2 separate regions of the Mus musculus genome follow, and region 1 is linked to region 2. Evidence: chromatin contacts called from public Micro-C data. All regions are on one chromosome and are shown on one strand. Each heading gives the region's core, a stretch centred on a gene start, on an enhancer-like site or on the middle of the called end of the contact. The rest is flanking DNA. Distances are from core to core; before and after follow the strand shown.

Region 1 (4,184 bases), core at 23-2,522, 90 kb after region 2:
CTACCGAGCTGGAGGCTACGTGGTGTGCTGTCGCCCGGCAGCCTGCGTGACAGCACGTCTTCCACGCCCTCCCAACGCCATCTGAAGGCTAGTCGTCCGTCACCCCCTCCTCACCGCCGCCACCCTCCTCACACCCCGAAACCAACCCTACAAAAGGGATGGGCGCCCTGGAAAACTCCCTTGCCCAGCGGCAGCGCAGCCATTCCTTAGACGCTCCGCCCGCAGCGTTCCCAGGCAGCTCAGGCGGCGGCTACACAAAGCGGGAGTGAACAGAAGAGGACCGGGCGCACTGAAGGGAAGCCGGCCCTGTGCAGCCGGCCGCAGCCCATGGGGGAGGGGAGGGAGGGGACGGGAGGGCGGCGGCCGCGCGGGGCGTCCCGGTGGCGCCCCTCGCCCTCCAGGCCCGCACTCCATCCCGCCGCGGGCCGCGCCCAGGCCCCGGCCCCGGCCGCCGGAGCTATGGATGTGCAGAATCCCGGGCCATGCCGACCCCGAGCGCATCACTTACCCCTCACCGCAGAGAGGGACCGGACCGGGAGGCGGGGCGCGGCGCGTCCCGTCTGTCTCTGCCACGCTGTCCTCCCCCCACCCCCTCGCCGTTGTCGTCGTCGTCGTCGCCGCCGCCGTGGAGCTGGGGGCCCCTCGGTTCCGCTGGGCAATAACGTTATTCCACACACGCCCCACACATAGCGGGAACGGCAGCGAACGGCAGCTCAGTGCGCAGGCGCCTCGCAAAGGGCAGCGAGCCAGGTCCTCTCCCTCCTCCAGCCAGGGCCCAGCGATGCCTCACTGCGCAGGCGCCAGACCCAGACAATGAAAGGGGGCTTTGCAGAGGGTCTCACCCACACGCTCTCGCAGCTGCCCACTGCGCAGGCGTGCCCTCAAGACAGTCTTGAACAATAAAGAGCCGCTTGGCTGGAGTGGGACCGCAACCAACCAGGACTACGATTCCCAGCGGGCAGCGCGCCAACTCCACGCGGAGGGCGGGGCTCTGAGCAGGCTAGGAGTTGCAGTGTCCGTCACTTTCACAGTTTGGCTGTTTGGAAGATTTACACTTCATTTTCTAGAGAAAAACAGTTTTGACAGAACTCCTAACTAAAACCGAGTTTGCAGTGAATGCTTGCGAGGGCTCAGGGATCAACTCCACACCGGCCCGTTTTGAAGAGTCTTAAGTCCTTCACCGGGCCGGTTCTGTCAGCGAGTCTATCCAGCTGGCTGAGGATGGCAGGACAGCGGGACTAATCCAAGCGATGCAAAAGGGAAAGGGCGCGGCGCGCCAACCCGTCTCTTGGCAACAGCCTCAGGCCGCTAAACTGTCGGAGTGGCGCTCCGAGCGCATAGCCCTCTGGGAAGCGTAGTATAGCTGGAAGGCTCATAGGACTCTCGAGGCTGCAGGCTTTAAGCCTGAGAACTACAATTCCCGACGTTCACCATGAGGGCCAGGGGGTAGGAAGAGCCCCTAGGAGCTCGGTCCGGGGTTCCTGGTTCCCTAGTGACAGCAGCGACAGGAAGCAGGCAGGCATCCCCTCATCCCCAGCGCTAGGCCTGTCCTCGGAGGGGTGCACTGGATACTTTCCCGCATAACTCCCATCTCTGACCCCATGGCGAAGTCCCCAGGGAACTCTACCCTGGAGGACAGTCTGGGGCAATACCAACGGAGTCTCCGGGGTGAGTTGCTCCGAATCTCAGTGCCTAGTAGCTCTTAGGTACCACGGGCAATAGTGGGTTGTTTTTTGTTTTTTTGTTTTTGTTTTGTTTTGTTTTTTCCAGAGACTTTCCTTGAGCACTAGCCAGGCTGTGGAGGAAGACGACCGATGTTGCTCTGACCTTATGGATGAAATCTTTTAGTTTTGTTTTTAGGATTAAGCAGCATTATCCTTATCCTTGTGGTTGGTTACCTGACCCAACAAGGAACCTACATCTTGATTTAAGTGTCTTATCAACCAGTGCCAGCACAAACTCATGGGCAGCTCCATGCCACTTTTACCCTGTTGCCATACTGTTGCTGTTTAATTCAATAAATTCCTTATTTATATTTCTTACACATGCAAATTCTGGTGTAGTATAGCAAATCTGACGTATAAGTCCAGAAAGAAAACACTAATAGTTATTTGAAATAATACAATATCTACTGATCTACATTATTTTCATATAGCAAAGTATTTAAAACTTTATCTCACTAATGACTCCATTTTACTGGTCAGGAAACCAAAGCCAAAACTCACACAGCTGGTTGGTAGCGGCAAAGGCATGTACAGAATTCAGGCCTATCCACCTTCAAAGCCTATGCCTTTCTTATTAATCAAGTAATAATTACTATAATCGAAGCCTAGCTTAGTTAATTCAAGTTTTCTGAGCAAAGAACCAGAAGAATAATTATCTGGCAAAGTGCTCTCCATACTCATAGCTAGCTAGCTCTGTTCTTTTGACCACATGTGAAATCTCCGGAAACTTGAGACTTTGTTATAGTGAATTCGTGGTGTCAACTACAACATGATTATTATGGAGAACAAGTTAACCAAAAGAATAATGAACATAAGACTGATTTATTTTCAGAAGTTAAGAAATCTGTAGCAAGAAATGTGTGCTAGGGGCTGGGAATGTGGCTTAGTATTAGAATGCTTGTCTGGTGTGTGGAAAAGAAGGAAGGAGAGATGGGCAAGTTAATGTGGGACTTAGAAAGATTTCACTAAAGACTTTATTCCACGGGTTATGATGTACTTTTTCCTATTCTGCATTTTCATAACCCCATATGCTATGGCCAACAGATAAAATATTTGAATCATTTATAACCTGAATTATTCAGCAAATGATAACTCAATGCCTGATTTGGATTAGCCATATTAGGTGATGAATCGGCCACAAGTCTCTATGGTGTGGAGTCTTTGGATTAATGAGGGAGACAATAAGCAAAGCAATCGCAGATTGCTATAGTTCAAAATAAGGGTGTAACCAATGTTTGGCACACAAATGCTTATTGAACGTTAGCTGCTAGCATTTGCTTCCTTTAAAATTTAAATCCTTTTCTGAGAAGACTAGAAAGTTTATCTCCGTAGGACTTTGTAGGCTATTGTTTGTCATCTGTATCCATTGGTGGTGGTACAGATTGTTAGCATCCTCAGTGTTCAAACTCTAGGATGGTGTAATTAAATGCATTCTTCCTCCTACTGATATTTTAAGAGTTGGTGGATTCTAAAGTAACTGCTCCTAACTTTTTTGTGGAATCAAGAAAAACTCTTGTGCTCAATGATATACATGGTTACAATTTTTTTAGATTGGCTAAGTTTTTCTGTTTGTTGTGGTGGTGGTGGTTGGTTGGTTAGTTGGTTTTTTCATCTAGTTCTTCTGTGAAATAATTTTGGACCTCTATTTAACCACTGGAAGTGGCTGTTTAATATTAATCATTTTGATGTAGTCACATGATTGATCTGACTAGGGCAATGGAATGAAGAAATGGCAGACAAATAACAACAAGTTGGGATGCAGTGGGCCACCGTCTCAGATGGAGACACAGCAGCAGAAGTCTGCAAACTCCGCCTCAGTCGGGAGTTTCTGCAGGGGAACAGTCTGATGCTGCAGTCAATTGGGATGAGGAAGCTGTGGTCTGTAGTTTCTGCATTTACTGGTTCCAGCTAAATGTTAGGTGCATCCATGCTTTTACCAGGGCAAGCCTTGCTGCTCTCCAGAGCCTGACCTGGGGAAGGTCTTGCCGCTCTGATGACTCTGAGGCACTGGGTCCCTGACATGACTGTGCTCATGTCAATAACACACAGTTACTCAAGACTTCATTTCCTCCCATACATTGGGGGATTGTTTAATATTAAGCGTTTAATATAGTTATAGGGCTAATTTCAAACTAATTTTATAGAAGTGGGTATAGCTTGACAGAGTAGCACTTGCTTAGGCCTGGACAAGGTCCTGAGTTCAATCCCCAGCACCATAAAAGACAAATCTTTTAATGATTTGTGTGGCTGTACTGCTATGGCTTCCAGTAATAATAACATGAAGTTCTAATTAAGATAATTTTAAAATTTATAGTTGGGGTGATAACCATTTGAGGTAAAAACATTTGACCAATGGCAAATAAGAGCCATTGAGAAAAAGAGATGAACGTTTGAAAAAATTAAGGCATCATTCCTCCTGGCTTTCAGGATGTATCGTTTCTTGATTTAGTGACTTACTTT
Region 2 (4,139 bases), core at 1,078-3,577:
GGAGGAGGAGGGGGAGGAGAAGGAAGAGGAGGGGGAGGAGGAAGAGGAAGAGGAGGGGGAGGAGGAAGAGGAGGGGGAGGAAGAAGAGGAGGGGGAGGAGGAAGAGGAAGAGGAGGGGGAGGAGGAAGAGGAGGGGGAGGAGGAAGAGGAGGGGGGAGGAGGAGGAGGAGGAGGAGGAGGAGTAACTGAGACCCAACTTCCATCTGTCAGTAATAAATGACTTGCTGCCTTGGAATAGACCCGGGTAAAGCAGAATCAAATGCCATCCTAGAAATGTCAACAGTCACAGTACAATAGGCAGGTTTACAATGCACATCAAAACCGATTAGAATTATTGAGGTGCATTCCAGGTTACAGAGCCGCTGGCTGGTGTGAAGATCAATAAATAATTCTGGCACATGGTGAATTTAAATTACATCGCCATTTGTAACTTGGTGTTCATATGCTGATCAGATGCCAGCTACTTGATGTGGTTATAGTTTTTCCTTGCCTGTCTTAAAAGGATTAGACACTATCCCAGGAGCACCAAAGAGTATTCTGAAGAGACTTAAGAAAAAATGAGATTCAAGTCTGACCTGCATGCTTAGAAACCACTTTCAGATGTGGAGTAGACCTTGGCCTTCCTTAGCTTTGTGAAGCAACTTCTCTCTTTTGTCACTGCCTCCTCTGGGAATTTGCCTTATCTAGAGGGCAGTTAACATTAACTATCACTGAAGTCAGTGCAATTAGAGGACAAATAGTGGGGCCTCTAAAGTGACATTATTCCAAGTAAACTGAATCCCAAAGAATTAGCCTACTGTTTGGATTTTTAATTTTCCCAATGGCTCATGTAATAAAGGTTAATTCTCAGCATCTCACTGTTGGCAGATTGTGGCAGATCCGAGTGTGAAGTCTTTATATCACTGGGAATGTATCCTCAAAGGCTGTGGGGCTCCCTCTCTTTTGTTTCCTGGATATGAAGTAACTGGTCCTGTTCTCACCTTTTTGTCTTGGTGTGTGACCAACCGACTGCAAGAGCAAAAGCTACAGGACCGACCAGACCTGGGTTAGAATCTCAAAGCTATGTACCTAAATAAACCTTTCCTCTACTTGAATTTATTAGTGTCCTGGGTACTTTGTTTGAGTGACAGATAGTTAACTAGAACAAGTTTCATAAAAAAAAAAAAGCCAAGTATGATAGATCAAATGACAGTTTTAATTCAATCAGGAAGGTTATCATTTAGAGGACTCCTATAAAAAATACTTTTGTAAAGCTGAAAATTCGCCTGTAGTATGTGTGTTAAGTATACATTACACTAAGTACAAATTAAATAAGAATGCTCAGAACATGGTTTTGGATGCAGAATTAATTTGGATTTGCTCCAATGCTTGTTGATAGCTCGGTCATATCTCTGAATAGTCAGTCTCCATATTCTCCCAGTGCAGGCAACTGACAACTGAATTCTCTCAGCACCTGCTTCATGCCTTGAACTTTTTGTTTGTCGAATGGATGAACATCTTGAGGGTACATTAAACAATATAAAAGCAATTTATATTGTTTAATACATAAGCCAAGGGATGTATGCCTTTCTTTGGTACCAAGAGGCAATTTTAAATGAAAATATGCATCAGCTTTTGAAAAGGTTTAACCATGTTTAAGAATGACGGGTCTTCTGGTGGTAAGTGACATTACCCTGAATTTTCTAGGACAGCTAACATTTATCCCATACATTGTCAGAGAGACCAGCACACTGTGTAGAACAGAGAGAGAAGAGAAACACAGGCAGTGGCCAGCCTACTCAGGAACTGTCAACAGTATTAGTCAAGGGCTAGATCAGAACCTCATTATTGTGAAACCTGCCGGAGAAAACAGAAACAAGAACACAATCCACGACTTTGGATACATTTGGAGCACCTGTTATGGGCCAGCCCATAAATCATTCACAATCTATGTCCTGTTGAGGCTCACATTCCAGTCAAGAAAAGAAGCAAAGGCATAGCTGATCAAGGTGAAGCCTCCTGAGATAATCTGCATAACAATGCCAGGACTTGGGAGGGAAAGGGAAGCTTATCCCAGAGAGCAGAACTGGAGAAGCTCGGATTAGGAAGCAGTCATTGCGTAGACCTTGCTGTCTCTACTGTCCCTAGGGTCCTTTTACCATGTTTGTAACCCATTCTTGCTTGCACGTTTCTACTTCTTGTGTTCCATGTGTCTGACTTTTTGGAACACTGTCCTCAGTTGGCAGGAGCTGCATGTTTGGCCAGCAAATGTCATAAGGGGAGGACCTGGAGGCTTATGTGCCCCACCCTCACCACTGGCAGCTCTTAAGCAACAACTAACTAGGAAGAAGAGCTCAGAGTCCAGATGCTCGCCCCAGGGTTGGGGCAACCGAGTCCCCTGCCCCATGAGGGTGACTCAGCTTCTGAGCCACCTTTTGCTGGGTCCCTTTCCTTTCCCTCTCCCAGTTCCTTCCAAAAGGGCAACATAAACCCCATTTCTCTCCATTTAAGGACCAGGCCTGATTTCAAAAAGGGCCCTAAGGCACTAGCTTCAGGAATAGGCCATAGGTCTCAGAAACTAAGTCATAAGACACCAGCTCTAGGAACAGACCATAAAATCCAGAACAAGATCATAAAACCCAAAGAACTGCCTGGGGATAACCACAAAAATGAGGAAACATCTCAGAATGCACTGGGTGGTCCTATTTCATCGCATGGTTAAATGTTCAAGACTGGAATGCGGACCACACCTGTGACTCCCTAGCAACCATCAATGAAATTTCAGATTACCTAATCTTTCTAGACAGTTCCACCAGTTCCCTAAAGAAGGCCTGCGTGCTTTTGCCTGGGGTCGCCATTTTAGAGAATGACTAACTCCACTCGGGCGCGCACACAGGCACGCAGGCACGCACGCGCGCGCGCGCGCGCGCACGCACGCACACACACACACACACACACACACACACACACACACACACACACGCACGCACGTGCGCACGCTGGTTTCTGCAGAATAAATGCTCTTGGTCTTTGCATGCTATCTGAGTCTGGGGTCTTCCCTCGGCGACTTTCTGACCTTACAGTCCCCTGTTCATTGGTTTCTCACAAACACAGTTCTAACCTACAAGTATGCTTCCAGGCCACTGGGCTGGAATGCATGGATACATTTTTTTCTTGTTACTTCTCTCCCGCACCCTACCCCCTTTGCCCCCCAGGAGAAGATGGTGTTCTAGTAATAATAAAGAATGGGCATCAAAGTTCAAAGCCAGGTGGCCTGTGGCCTGGGCTGAGCTGGGGATTTAGATAGGACAAGAATGATAAGCAGGGGACTGGGGGATATAGTTCAGATGGTCAACTGCTTTCTTAGCAAGGTCTCAGTTCAGTCCGCAGTGCTGTTAAACTGGTCATGACTGCACACAGCTATGATGCCAGTACTGGGAGAAGCAAGGTTAGGAAGCAAGTCTGTGAGAAACCAGTGAACAAAGGAACTAGGCAAGGGAGAGGAAAGGGGCCCGGCTAAAGAGAGAGGGTCTTGAATTCAAGGTCATCTCCAGCTACACACTGTGAATGTGGGTGCAGTGAAACCAGCAGACTAGACCACGCTGTGGGAAGAAGGGAAGGTTTATGGAGGACCGAACTGCCAGGCTGTCTCTTAAAGGCAGAGAGAACAGCAAATGGCATGAAAAACCTTGCCAGTTTTAAGGGGACAGGTAGCAGTGTGTGTGGGGTCCGGGGATATGCAGGTTAGAACAGCCTGATTGGGGCGGGGGGCTTTGATTTGTTGCAGGCTTGTTTTCATTAACCAGGGACCAATGACCTCTTGAAGCAGTTGGCTAAGGAGGGGTTGGGAGGAGGACTAGGCAAGTATTGGCTTTTCCCGACAAACAGAAAACTACTTCCAAGACTTCTGAGAGTTTAGGATTTTTGTTTACCCCCTAACAATCCTTCGTTTATCCAGTCAGAGGCAGGCTGAGCTGAGCCCAGGTTGTCATTTAGGACATTGTCAGTGGCACCGCCATTTGGGAGCCTGCTTTGGACCCAACACACAGTGAATTGCAGGTCAGTCTGGGCTACATGAGACAGCAGAGAGAAGAGATAGATAGATAGATAGATAGATAGATAGATAGATAGATAGATAGGATAGGTAAAATAATCTTATT

The links. Hi-C and Micro-C count contacts between places; a contact is called where the count stands out from the background.
Region 1: a Micro-C map of embryonic stem cells shows a contact between it and region 2, with 2.0 times the contacts expected there. The contact joins the promoter of Sdccag8 here to the enhancer-like site in region 2. A contact is called at or near these places in 7 of 39 promoter capture datasets (the 3T3-L1 cell line, 3T3-L1-derived adipocytes, the C10 cell line and 3 more), 1 of 15 datasets of contacts at CTCF or cohesin (large pre-B cells), 5 of 484 Hi-C or Micro-C datasets (the G1E-ER4 cell line, embryonic stem cells, pre-B cells and 1 more), 10 of 115 datasets of contacts at active chromatin or transcription factors (the 230-238 cell line, the SCID.adh cell line, bone marrow-derived macrophages and 6 more) and 3 of 9 other capture datasets (adipose tissue, liver and pancreatic islet).

Annotation. Positions count from the first base shown.
Region 1 is chr1:176,813,388-176,817,571 of GRCm38.p6, forward strand. It overlaps Sdccag8 (serologically defined colon cancer antigen 8), which reads left to right and starts at 1,273. Exons shown (of 18, transcript NM_029756.3): 1 at 1,273-1,668. The coding sequence starts at 1,602. It also overlaps a transcript of Cep170 not described here.
Region 2 is chr1:176,722,239-176,726,377 of GRCm38.p6, forward strand. No RefSeq gene overlaps it. Among named protein-coding and RNA genes, the nearest start is that of Gm26104, 24 kb to the left of the region's middle. Within about 2 kb of position 2,328, at least 28 of the 459 cell types and tissues checked have an H3K27ac peak or open chromatin away from gene starts, as enhancers often do. A contact at or near this core is called in embryonic stem cells, liver and trophoblast stem cells, where this site is marked.